2 separate regions of the Danio rerio genome follow, and region 2 is linked to region 1. Evidence: chromatin contacts called from public HiCAR-type data. All regions are on one chromosome and are shown on one strand. Each heading gives the region's core, a stretch centred on a gene start, on an enhancer-like site or on the middle of the called end of the contact. The rest is flanking DNA. Distances are from core to core; before and after follow the strand shown. Region 1 holds the start of tjp3 (tight junction protein 3). Region 2 holds the start of rfxank (regulatory factor X-associated ankyrin-containing protein).

Region 1 (7,147 bases), core at 1,923-4,422:
CTCCCTATTACATCATTTCCTGTTTAATGTTCTAACTATCCTCCCCTGAAAAAAGAGAGGCATCTCATAATAATTCAAAAATGAATGTAGAATATAGAGCAGGGGTGGGCAAACTCGGTCTTGGAGGGCCGGTGTCCTGCATAGTTTAGCTCCATCTCCAATCAAACACACCTAAACATGCCAATCAGTGTCTTCAAGATCACTAGAAATCTATATGCAGGTGTGTTTGATTAGAGTTGGAGCTAAACTGTGAAGGACACCGGCCTTCCAGGATCGAGTTTGCCCACCCCTGATATAGAGGGTTGTATTCATAAACTTCATTCTGAATGCATTTTTATATAAATGAATTACTTCTGGGTGGCACGGTGGCACAGTGGGTAGCACTGTCGTCTCACAGCAAGAAGGTCTCTGGTTTGATCCTTGGCTGGGTTAGTTGGGATTTCTGTGTGGAGTTTGCATGTTCTCCCCGTGTTTGCATTGGTTTCCTCCGGGTGCTCCGGTTTCCCCCACAGGTGCAAGGACATGCGGTACAGGTGAATTAGGTAGGCTAAATTGTCCGAAGTGCATGTGTGTGAATAGGAGTGTATGGATGTTTCCCAGTGATGGGTTGAAGTTGGAAGGGCATCTGCTGTGTAAAACATATGCTGGATAAGTTAGTGGTTCATTCCGCTGTGGCGACCCCAGATTAATAAAGAGACTAAGTTAAAAAGAAAATGAATGAATGCATTATCTCTTTATAAATTAATAGCTCTAAATCAAAATTTTCCAGAGTGGCAGCGAATGGTAACAAAACAATACATGTGTTCATGGTAAAAAAAACAACAACAACAACAACAACAACAAAACATGAGGGTGAAATTTTAAGTTTTTTCAGCTAGCAATGATAAAAAGAAAGTGAAAATGAAAAGCCACGTATAAAAGCCAAAGGCCAGACTATCACAACAACCCAGATCACCCCAACAACCACATAGTGAGCTGTTAAAATCCATTCTGAAGCCCTATTCAGCAAACACAATGTTTCACTACTGCAGCATTTCCTTCATAAAACACTTGAGCTTCATAACAAAAATAAAACCAGGAGGTGACAAATCTAAGCTAGCTTTTCCCAAAAACCCAAGAGTAGCGAGTTTACAGGAATCATCACACACCCAACACTCTTGACAGGAAATGGAGGAGGGATGATGAACACACATCAGATGCTGTTGTGTTAAGGTGTTCCCCCTCATTCAGTCTATATAAACGCTTTCCCAATAGGGGTTTCTGGTGGTCCTGCCCACTTCTTCAAAACTGTTTACACTCGTTGCTCTGCTTCATGACAGACAACATTAAGAAACAAAGCTACACACCCAGCTAACAGGGAAAGTTCTGGCTAACATGACAAAGTTTCCCTCTGTGTTATGAATGAACATTCTTCAATACATAGAAAGTTCACTCTCGTCTTTGATAAGGTTCACAAAGCAATAACAGTACATACTTTTTTTTCCACCAGTGTTTAAATTAAAAGGATCTTTCAAACAAAAGTGAAAGTTTACTCACACTCAAGTGGTTTTAAACCTTTAAGTTTCTTTCTTCTGTGGGACACCAATGAATATATTTTAATAAAAAGCTGAAATCCTGTAATCGTTGACTTTCAGAAGGAAAAACAACAGTAACTCAATCGGTATACAGGTTTCTAACATTTTTCTAAATAGTTACTTTTTGTGTTTAACAGAAGAAAGAAACTTAACAAGGTTTAAAATTACTTGACAGTGAGTAAATTATTAGAAATGACCATTTTCATTTTGGGGCAAACTATACTAACAAGGGATATGAAATATAAAACATTTAAGCTTAGAATGTTCTGATAACTTAATTTCATTAAATAAGTGTAAATGCTTTGTTAGGCCGTATATCGACAAAGTCATACTGGTTTGAAATACTTTGCCACAATGACATTTCAAGGATTGAATAAAGTCATATTTATGCTAACCATGCTAAATAGCCCTTTCAAAACTAGTCTATTATTAACTCACAGATTGAGACTGCCATAGATAAAGAGAAATGTGTATATAAGGGAAAGCAGATTGTCGAAACCACAGTGAAACCACAAAGCATGTATTGACTCCAACGAGTTGCGGAACCTGTAGAGCCAGGTGAGTCTTGGTTTCTGCAGTACTGTTTAAAAAATTGGTGTCGTTCTCGCGACTCGGTTCTTTCGAACAAAGATAAAAAAGATCCGAGGCTGTAACTGCAAAAAGCACTATTAGATTTAATCTTACTTTTTAAGTTTATCAATATTATCAATTCACCTAACAGTTGCTTTATAATCTAATTAAGATTATATTAAATTAAAAATTTTATTTCGGCGTGTTAATAATGACTCAAGATTAAGTTTTCGTACGAATCATTCAGAAATGTTTTGTGAATCACCTCAACAGATTCGACTCAAAAGAAAGATTCGAACAAATCGGACGTTGCCATCTTATGATGACGACATTCACAGTTGACATTCATTTTCATATATTAGATTAATAAGATCTATCGACGTTCACATGTAACTATCAGAAGGCGATTAAAAATTACAAGTTTTTTCGCAACTTTCACAAAACAAATAAAGATTCGGAATTGAAAAACGGTTAATCATATGTTTGGTTCTCAAATGAATGAGACGAATCAAAGTGCATCAACATAATTCACATGTAAACTGTCAAGAAGTTTAAATTTCCTAAACGCAAACTACGTTACACTTCCTAAAAGAAACAAAGTAAGTTGTACTAAAAGCTAGAAAAAAACTCAAACTGTGATTTTAAAACAAATAAACAAAAACTCTCAAAATCTTAAATGAAAAACTTAAGCAGATGTAAAAGTAACACGATCTTAAACTTCACAATTCAGAGTCGTGTATGACCATAAGCAAGTCAACAGTTGGCAGCAAAAACGTGAAATGCGACCCAGGCCAACACAATCAATCGATAAACAAACACAGCGCAGGAAAGAAAAACACTTCACTCACCTTATTACGCACCACTTTAAAAAAACAACCCTAAAATATACAGTTAGCTCCGTATCGCAGGCCTTACTGGGCCTGGCACCTGCAGATTTCTAAAAAAGCTTTCGTTATATTGCCCTGCATTACTACAGCACCTGACCATGTACCTGTAAGCAGGGGGAGGAGTTTAAGACAGGTCGGGCAGTTTCGTCATCAAGCTAGTTTCTATACACACAACAGAGACATGTTGGGGAAAAAAACAAGACTCAAAAAAAAAGTAGAGGCATGTTGGTCTTATTTCCATTCGATGATAAACGTGAGACTTGAAACAGAGATAAACGTGAGACTTGAAATAATAAAAAAGTACAAGAATGATAAAATAGCTGATTTGATGTTTGTTTTATTCTATGAATGTTTTAGATTTTTTTAGTTTGTAATATGACTGAAAATGCTTAAAGGTGTCTCTAAAAAAAGTTTTGTTTCCTTAGGCTTGTACGATAGCGCCCTCATTGGAGAAAGCGCGGGATTAGCCTGCGGTCACACAAGTCTGACTCAAGTTGTTGAATAAATTCTTTACTAAACAACACGATTAAAAAAGGTAAGATTCTTTCAAAAAAGTATTACGCATGTAAAAGCCACAACATTTAGTGCATTTAGGAAAGCTAATGAATTTCGTCTGTGATGAATCTGTCTAATTTAAAATCAGATCTCAGATTAAAACCTTAGTCTTTGCCACATCTACTTATAACATAGTATGTTTGGTAGTTTTATTTATTATAGTTTCATGATGTCATTTAGTAGGCCTATACCCTTACAAAAAATACTGTACTACGATATATCTATCTTGTCGTTGTACCATGGTAAAATCCATGGTACCATTGTGATGGCTGTATGTTTTTCTTTTGCATACTTTAAAGGATCTTAAGGGTAACCACTAGGTGGCCTCAGTAGACTACTAAAGGGAAAGCAATATCTAATCAAACTTGTTTACCATTAAACGGATAGTTCAGCCAAAATTACAATTTACTGAACATTTGCTCACCCTCAAGCGGTTGCAAACATAATGAGTTTCTTTCTCCTGTTTATACAAAAGAAGATACTCTGAAGAATTTTGGAAAGCGGTAGCCATTGACATCCATGGTAGGAAAAACAAAAGTACTATGGAAGTCAATGGTTACCGGTTTTCAACATTATTTAGATATGTTCTCTTGTATTATTATGCAACAACAATAATAATCAGTTAAAACGTTTTTCCTTCAAGTTAATTATGTCAGCAGTGAACAAAATTATTTGTTGGGGCGAATTACTTTTTTAAGTAACAAGTCACGCATTACCTAAAAAATGAAGCAACAATATTCCAGTCCCTTTTAAATGTAATGCTAGTTGTTTTTAAGATTAATTAAATAGCTTTTAAAAAATAAGTTGCTGAATTAAAAATGAACATAGTCACGTTGAATCACGCACCGGATGAGAAAATGCACTTAAATGCTTACATTTCAGTGGTGGAAGTATTCCCATTATTCTGAACACATAGAACCAATAAAGGGGAACACGTTGCTTTAAACTAGTATTAATCTGTACATAGGGTATGTATATCTCTGGGGTCTGGAAGTTATCAGAAGATAAAATTATCCTAAATTCATAAATTTTCCTTAGGCTTAGTCCCTTCATTAATCTGGGGTTGCCACAGCGGAACGAACCGCCAACTTATCCAGCATATGTTTTACTCAGCGGATGCCCTTCCAGCCGCATCCCAGTACAACATCCATAAGCACTCATCCAGACACAAACACTACGACCAATTTAGTTTATTCAATTCACCTATACTGCATGTCTTTGGACTGTGGGGAAAACGGAGCACCCAGACGAAACCCACGCCAACACAGAGAGAACATGCAAACTCCACACAGAAATGCCAACTGACCCAGTTGGTACTCGAACCAGCGATCTTCTTGCTGTGAGGCGACAGTGCTACCCACTGAGCCACCATGTCGCTCTATCCTAAATTATTCATTGCTTCTGGGGCAGCAGTCTCAGGAGAGATCCCCAGACTTCCCTCTCCCCAGACACTTCCTCCGGATGGATCATGAGACATAGTCCCTCCAGCGTGTCCTGGGTCTTCCCTGAGGCCTCCTCCCGATGGGACATGCCTGGAACACCTCCATAGTTATAGGCGTACTAGAGGCATTTGAAACAGATGACCGAGCCACCTTAGCTGATTTCTCTCAATGTGGAGGAGCAGCGGCTCTACTCCGAGCTCCTCTCGGGTAACAGAGCTCCTCACCCTATCTATAAGGGTGCGCACTGTGAATGAAACTCATTTCGGCCGCTTGTATCCAAGATCTTGTACTTTCGGTCATAACCCAGAGCTGATGACCATTGGTGAGAGTAGGAATGTAGATTGACCTGTAAATTGAGAGCCTTTTTCATTCTGGTTCAGCTCTTTCTTTACCACCACGGACAAGTACAGACCGCATTACTGTTGCTGCTGCACCAATTCACCAGTCAATCTTGAGCTCCATCCTTCACTCACTTGTGAACAAAACCCCAAGATAAACTCCACCTGGGGTAAGAACTTTCCTCCAACCTGGAGATGGCAGGCCACCTTTTTCCTTATTATTATGCTAAATTAAATATATATATATATATATATATAATTTAGCATAATAATAAGGAAAAAGGTGACCTGCCATTTCCAGGTTGGAGGAAAGTTCCTATGTATATATATATATATATATATATATATATATATATATATATATATATATATATATATATTAATATATATATATATATACATATACATACAACAGTTCAGTCTGGTTCTCAAATCTGATTGGCTGATAGTCGTGCGATATTCTGCAATATCAGAACTCCTGCAGCCTCTTTATCCTTTGTGTATTACTCCGCCCACATACAGCCAACAAAAATCAGACACTACAGATCTAAAGTTTAAAAGATGCACGCTCAACTGTTTAACTGTCAGCTTATGATTTGAATCCAATGTGGAAGAAAGTAGTTCCACATACAAAAGGGTCTTTGAAACTCTCCGTGTTTGATTTTGTTTTTATATGCACAATTATGCCGTAAACTCGGACTGCGACCTCGTGCCATCGCACGCCTCCCACCAGTGCTGATATACAGCCATATCAGACTGCTACTCGTGTGATATTGCTCATATATATATATATATATATATATATATATATATATATATATATATATATATATATATATATATATATATTTTTTTTTTTTTTTTTAACATTTTTTTTATGTTTTTAAAATGTAAATTAAGGTTGTACAGTGTGTTGTTAATAGCAGAGCTCTTCCATTAAAATAAAAATAAAGTTCTGAAAGAAAACAAGTTCAGCAAAGGTAAGGGAAAGTAAAATTACTCAAAAGTAACATAACACATTACTTACCTTAAAAGTGATTAAGTAACGCAACTAGTTTCTTTTTGGGGAGTAACTCAATATTGTAACGCATTACTTTCAAAAGTAACTTTTCCCAACACTGTTCGCAAACATCTAAACACAACAAAAAATCATCAAAAGCACAACACAAAATCAGGAATCTGAACATTTTATTTTTTTGTTAACAACAAACTGTAATAAGTTCCTTTCTTTAGATATGTGTAGAAAACAATTTCTTTAAGAAACAGTCGAAAGGCACAGTTTGCTTTTGCAATATTTACAACAGGATCTTAATCATAAATAAGCCTATAGAAAAGCATAACAAAAGCATAACCAATAAGAACACGGGAATAAAACGTTTGGAGATACATACACTCAGTAGCACGTTTTCTTTCCATAGCAATAAATTACATAAAAGCCATACTGATATAAAAGCCAAGCCAATGAATAGATGTTTACATTCCCAAAAAGAGCCTTGAGCGAACAAACGTAGCAGAACTGGATCACACACCAGACAGAAACACAGTTATGCACATTTTAGTGCAAATCACACACAGAGCAAGACGAATGCATTTCTAGTTAGTAACAGAGGTTAACTTCGACTTTGCCCAATTTAAATGGCCTCATTGTATAGTGCTTAAAATGCAAGTCTTTTCTATGAGAGGCACTGAGATACCTGGAACACACAACTATTAGATTCTCTAAAATAACCAAACGCTTGAATTTCATTCAACACAATGGGAACTACACACACTGAGTGTGG
Region 2 (7,147 bases), core at 1,685-4,184, 480 kb after region 1:
AGACAGGTGCTTTTTCAAATCATGTCCAATCAACTGAATTTACCACAGGTGAACTCTAATTAAGGTGCTGAAACATCTCGAGAATGATGAGTGGAAACAGAATGTACCTGAGCTCAATTCAGAGCTTCACTGCAAAGGCTGTGAAAACTTAAGTACAGGTGATTTTTCAGTTTTTTTTTTTGTTTTGTTTTTAATAAATTAGCAACAATAATAAAAAAAAGATTTTCACATTGTCATTATGGGGTACTGTGTGTAGAATTTTGAGGAAATGTATGAATTTAATCCATTTTGGAATAAGGCTGTAACAAAAAAATAAATAAATGTGGAAAAAGTCAAAGGCTATGAATACTTTGCGGATGCACTGTACTTTAAAAACAATGATTCTTGCCTTTTTTGTGGCCCAAAGCAACAGCGAGAGCAACAGGACTGTATCCAGAGTCTGCTTCAAATGTAATATCTGCTCCACATCCTAAACACACAGCTTACTTGAGTTTGTCATCACAAAGAGTCCAAAATAATAATAATAATAATAATAATACTTACGTAACAGGGCTTCGACACATTTCATATGATTGCCACGAACTGCGTACAGAAGTGGGGTCCCACCATTCTGTTTTTTAAATTAATGGCATGATTAGGACTTTTTTAACATGTCAACGTTTTCTGTTGCATCTTAAAGTTAGAATTAATTAAATCACCCTTACCCAGTCATAGGAATCAATATCAACACCATGCTGTAAAAGAATATTAACGATATCTGCAAATCCTCCTGCGCTGGCCAGAGACAGGGCACTTTCCCTTTCTCTAGCAAGTGTTTTTGGATCTGCTCCCTATAATAATATAACAATGTAGAGATGTGGTGAAAAATTACAAATCTTTCTGTGTCAATTCTTTATTGAATCGATTGGAAGCTTAGATTTAACAGCAGATGGCGCTCTAAGCTAGGCTTTTATGTTATAAAATTTATGTAAACACAGCTCACTATGAATACTCTTGTAATTCGCTTAAAACTTAAATTTAATCATGATTATTTCAGGTTCACGTGGTATTTGTAAGGAATTTGATGCAAGCGGAGTACACACAGCGCCATCTGCTGGTAAAAACTAAGCTCTGAGTCGATTCAAGAGGGAATGTCGATGCATTCTGAAAATCAAATATATTGTCTTGTCACAGTGTGTAAAAATGTGTCATTCTCACCTTCTGAAGGAGAAACTCCACCATCGTTATCTCTCCAAATGCAGCAGCCCACATCAGTGGTGTAAAACCTCTTTCATCTTGATTGTTAAGTAGAGAATTGTCTGCAAGATAATCATATTTTAAGTATTTTTATATATTCACTGATTCATTTTAGAAAGTGTTGTTGGATATCCGCACTTTATTTCTTTATGCACTTGATATTACATATACATTCACTGGCCACTTTATTAGGTACACCTGTCCAACTGCTCGTAACACAAATTTCTAATCAGCCAATCACAAGGCAGCAATTCAATGCATTAGGCATTTAGACATGGTCAAGACGATCTGCTGCAGTTCAAACTGAGCATCAGAATAAGGGGAGGAAAGGTGATTTGAGTGACTTTGATTTTGTGACATGAACATTGGCATGAACGTTTGAGTATTTCAGAAACTGCTAATCTGGGATTTTCACACACAACCATCTCTAAGTATGGATCCATCTTGCCTTGTATCAACGGTTCTGGCTGATGGTGGTGGTGTAATGGTGTGGGGGACATTGGCACACTTTTGGCCCATCAGTACCACTTGAGCATCGTGTCAGCGCCACAGCCTACCTGAGTAATGTTGCCGACCATGTCCATCCCTTTATGACCAGTGTACCCTTCTTCTGATGGCTACTTTCAGCAGGATTAGGCGCCATGTCATAAAGCGCAACTCATCAGACTGATGACAATGAGTTCACTGTACTCAAATGGCCTCCACAATTACCATATGTCAATCCAATAGAGCACCCTTGGAATGTGGTTAAACGGGAAATTTGCATCATGGATGTGCAGCCGACAGATCTGCAGCAACTGCATGAGGCTATTATGTCAATATGGACTAAAATCTCCCTTGTTGAATCTATGCTACGAAGGATTAAGGCAGTTCTGAAGGCAAAACGGGGTCCTACTCGGTAATAGTAAGGTGTACCTAATAAAGTGGCCGGTGAGTGTAGTTATAGAACTATTTTAATCAAAAAAGGGTTTTTGCTCTTGAAGGGTTATATATAGAAGCATTATTGTTGTTGCACCAGGGTTCTACCAGGGTTGCACCTCAAGAATGTAATTTTTGAGCGTTTAAAGTTAGCTTCTTTAACTAATTTTGTTCAGCAGGTGTTGGGTATATATTTAGTTATTCCTCATCTTAACTGTTGAGCAGAGAACTTTGTGCGATTAATTTCTATGCATATCCTTATATTTGGGTTATTTCAACAGTATTTATTTCAGCAAATGTTGAATAAACATTTGGATGTTCATTTATTACTGTTTCAGAAATTGTTCTATACTGATTTATTTATCTGTTCAAGTATGAGATCACCAAACACACACTATATTGCAAGTGTTGGATAATACCATTTATTTACTGATATTGGTATTAGTATTGGATACCTTTGGATAAATGTATCTCCAGTTGTGGAATCTCTCCATGGGCTGCGAGTTGATGAATTGAGAGGTCTAAACACAAGACAAAATGAAAACTCATTATTACCTTCAATTACATCACATATTTACTTTTAAAGGACGATTTATTTCAAATCTGCCTTCCATATGCACGGTAGAAAGTGACAGACTCACTGTCTAAAGTGGCCGGTCGAACTGTGACCTCATTCCCGCGCTGTTTATTCGTCAGAGTGGTCGAGTGGTTCGCAGCATTTTCGTCATGACGGTTTTCCATAATCACTGATCATTACACCTGCTTTAAATGTACGCAATGCTGAAAAATATCTTTAACAAACAAGTTTAGTAACAATTTTATATGCAGTTCTAATGTAAAATTATAGTGTCTTACCTTGGATTTCTAACACTTTATGTGGAAATAATATCTTAAACTTCACAGGCTTGTAGGATCATACATGCTGCTTTTATTTCCTGATTCGTTTGCAAAAGTGAAACTGAAATAGGAGACTTAATGGCAGTTCAACACACACGCAACCTCGATGTCTAAAGAATGATATCGAATGCTCACAATACTTTTTGATGATAGATATAGCACTTTTGATTGTGAATGATTCGCATCCGTCTTAAAAATTAGAGTTGGAACAGAATCTGGAAGAGGTTTTCTGAAGCGAGTCGGGGGGGTTTGAACGAATCTTTGAACTAAAGAATCGTTCTTGTTCACTTCCATGACTCTTTCAAGCGCGTGACTGTTTTCTTATCTTTACTGAATAGAGCTGGAACCTATAGCATTTGAGAGCAAGTTGGGATGAAAATTATTATTGGTTGGATGAACCGAGTCAGTGCGCCCCTTTATTTATAATTTGGCAGTTTTTCTTGTTGTTAGAATAGACTTTTGTATTGTCTGGTCACCTTAAAAACTATCCATTTAATAATTTGTTTTTGTTTTGTTGTTAAAGTTGTTGAACACAAACTAAAATATTGAAAAAAAAAAACAGCTGAAAAGCTGTAACTGTTAACCTGTATAATAGCCTATTTGTTTTTTACCTCAGTGGTTACAGGTTTTCAGCCTTCTTCAAAAATTGTCCTTTGTGATCAGCAGAATAAAGAATGTAACCTATAAAGATTTATAGCATTCACTTTTATTAATTAAAAATTTCCTCAGAAGAAACCAGCCCAACGTTCTTGTAAACACTTCAAAAACCCAACAGTCAATTCTATCAAATGCAATGAGTGTAGTTAACTCAAAATGTACTAATTCTAATGTAGCTAATTCTACTCATTTGAAAAGAGTTTTGAACTCAGTGTTGAAGGTAATGAGTTAATTAAATACCTCATTAATTCAACTTAAATGGAGTAAGTTCACAGCATTTGTTCATTAATTAATTCATTTTCTTTTCAGCTCTTCTTGCTGTGAGGCAAATGTGCTACCCACTGAGCCACCGTGCAGCCCTAAGTTTACAGTACTTTTTTTTTATCTCAAGTGGTTTGAGCTGCATTAACTTATCAGGATTTACAGTACTCAGTTGGTTTGAATTCAAATGAGTAGAATTAACTTTCAGTAAGTTGAGTTAACAACACACATTTCATTTGATAAAGTTGACTGTTGGGTTTTACAGTGTACAGAAGTCTGAATAATTCAGTAACTCAATATTTTTGGTAAATCAAACCATTGTTCATCTTTTTTGTGAATGTGCTTGTGAAACAATTTTGGACGGAACTATGTATCAATCTCTCAGAAAAGACAAAGGTTAACATTTTTTTAAATACTTTTGAAATAATTTTGGTTTATTACAACTCTAAATCTTGCATTCAGTACATTGTTAATCTTTTTATTATAATGAGTATTTTTTTTTATTCACAAGTGTACATTTTTGGAAAAAATCCGTAGACATATAGTCATAAATTGTGTCTTAAATGGGCGTTAAAACAAAAAAGTCTTTTAAAAGTCAAAAATTACATTCAATGTCTTTGTTTTCAATGATTTTTTTCCCTCTCTTCTCTGTTTTGTTTTTGTTTCCTTTATATTTATTTTTTTCCTCCCCTCTTAAAATGTATTATGCAGATTGTAACAACATCTCCGTCTTTTTCTAAAGGTCTAAGTTTCTGCATGCTATTGTTAACTGTTTTTGAAACAAGTAAAAAAAAATCTTTTTGGTGAACCGATTCAAACGATTCGAATCACTCAGATGAATCATAACCCCTCAGAACTAAAGGCTAGGAACTATTTATTGAGCTTGTGTTCATCCGGATGATTTCTTGGGAGCACAATCTTAGGGAAATCAGTAGTGTTTTGATATTACAGAAGCAAAGTCGTATCAGGCGTTTATTTATTTATTTTTAAATAATAATGGAGGATCAAGAAATGCAGTTGAAAGTAAAAAGAGGTACCGCTGATAGATTCGAAATCTGTATGCCTATTGATTCGTGTTGGTCAACAATGACTTGCTGTACTTTTGTCTTCATCGTTTTAAAGATTTAATTTACATCATTGCATCTATTAGACTGTTTAATTGTGCGTTTGTCGTCATGCTGGTTTGTTGTGAACTTGAGGGAAATACACTAATGACGTGTTTTGTTTATCTCTGCTGCAGTGACTGATAAATTCACGGAGAGTATGTATGTTTTAGCCAATGAACCGTCAATAGCCCTTTATAGGTTACAAGAACATGTCAGGAGATCCTTGCCAGAGCTCGTGCAACATAAGGTACGTTATTTCAGCACTTTTCTTTGATACTGATTAGCTTTTATTTCTGGGTTACAGAAAGCACATTTGATCAGACACTAGTTCGTTTGACTGAGGTAAAGTTGGTTTTATATTCACATATTCAGACTTTCTCCTTCACAATATCAGTTCAGAAATATTCTCTTTGCTAATTCTAAATTGTTAATTCATATTTGCTGCCAATGACTATCAAATATTGTTCAGTCAAACACATAGTGCTAATGTTGTTTTTAAAAGTCATTCTTGCATGTGATTTCAGACCAAATATTCAAAGTACCATGGTAAATATCAATACACCGTGTCACAAGATGTCACTGAATGAATGTGCGAATATAAAACTAACCATTATCTTTTGAACTATTTCCCCAAATAATTAATCTAATGAAAATTTAGTTAGCAACAAAAAAGTAAATAAAATAACAAATCCTTTTTTAAATTTTGGTATGAGAAACATGCATTTAATTTATTTACTGAAACATTTAGTGAGATTATATATTTTTTATTATGTTAGCTAGATTATTTTGGTGGCATTTTAAATTATATTTACATCTACAATAAATAATACTTAACAGATGTTTGTTTTATTTTGTGTATTTATATTTATGTTAGAGCTAGAAATAATAATACATTATGCAGATGAAACATTTTGTCATCCTGAAAAATCACATAACATGTTACAAACATTTACAACATTTTGTCTCTAAGTTTTTTTTAAATATTGTTAAAATGCAGATTATTATTAGCTTATTAAGATGTCAGCCTGCTATATAACATTATAACATTACCTTGAAGACATTTAAATTAGCAACAAAAATTGGTCAGATAAACAAATCGGTCAGATAAACAAATATTTAAATGACACATTTAAATGTATTGTCTTGTATTTATGTTTGTAATTAGAGTATTGCTTTGGATATAAGAAACAACATGCATTTTTATATGTATTATTATTATTATTATGTATACAGTTGAAGTCAGAATTGTTATTAAAATGCATTTTTCTAAATGTGTTTTATTATTATTATTATTATTATACCTCGGGGATATACATACATGCGTACAAAAATTTTTAAGTAATTTTAGCACACACACACACACACACACACACACACATATATATATATATATATATATATATATATACATATATATATATATATATATATATATATATATATATATATATCTTCATAGTTAAAACCTGATGAGTAAAAGTTTTACTTTAACATCATTTAAATTCATAGACAGACATGCAGAGCTGGGAGGAACAGAGTCAAGGAGCAATTTACACAGTCGAATATGCATGCAGGTAAGATATGCATTACGTGAAGTATCATACTACTGATTTAAATCCCGTAAAACTTCACCATACCTCATGACCGTTTCTCTTTGTTGTTGTTTTTTTCAGTGCGGTTAAAAGTATGACAAACAGTAGTCTCTATTTCAAGAACATAGACGGTCTGCTCCGGCAAGCCATTTCTCTGAAGGAACAGATCAGCAGCTCGCAGGGACGAAGGTTGTAATCGCCGTCCATTTGTTTTTGCGCTTTTATAAAATCACATCATTATTTAATATCTTTCTTTAATTTTTCCTCATTTGCTTCATATTTAATTTGCTCACTTTTCTGTTTTGAAATACGCATGTGGCTTCAGTGCTGTGATTAATCCAAACGAAACACCCGCACACACTTCAGTCACACCTTGAATCATGGAAATCATTTTAACAGGTTAGTTTTGCTTCATCTTTTTAATTTCTTTTTACACCCTGCATGCTGTTTACTTCACTCTTGTTTTTTAAATGAGAGAAG

Evidence for each region. HiCAR-type assays count read pairs that join an accessible place to other places.
Region 2: a contact with region 1 is called in a HiCAR-type map of caudal fin, with 9 times the contacts expected there. The contact joins the promoter of rfxank here to the promoter of tjp3 in region 1. A contact is called at or near these places in 3 of 18 Hi-C or Micro-C datasets (caudal fin, embryo and an unstated tissue) and 2 of 4 datasets of contacts at active chromatin or transcription factors (caudal fin and embryo).

Annotation. Positions count from the first base shown.
Region 1 is chr22:17,379,399-17,386,545 of GRCz12tu, forward strand. tjp3 (tight junction protein 3) reads right to left here and starts at 3,173. Exons shown (of 31, transcript NM_001328340.1): 1 at 2,993-3,173. It overlaps sbno2b (strawberry notch homolog 2b), which reads right to left. Exons shown (of 32, transcript NM_001423267.1): 32 at 6,538-7,147.
Region 2 is chr22:17,856,096-17,863,242 of GRCz12tu, forward strand. rfxank (regulatory factor X-associated ankyrin-containing protein) reads right to left here and starts at 2,935. Exons shown (of 7, transcript NM_001130641.1): 1 at 2,796-2,935; 2 at 2,610-2,675; 3 at 1,198-1,298; 4 at 705-830; 5 at 544-610; 6 at 389-469. The coding sequence starts at 2,895. It overlaps borcs8 (BLOC-1 related complex subunit 8), which reads left to right and starts at 4,924. Exons shown (of 6, transcript NM_001098247.2): 1 at 4,924-5,002; 2 at 5,210-5,322; 3 at 6,585-6,649; 4 at 6,749-6,856; 5 at 6,993-7,066. The coding sequence starts at 4,966. The coding sequence ends at 7,044. It also overlaps a transcript of nr2c2ap not described here.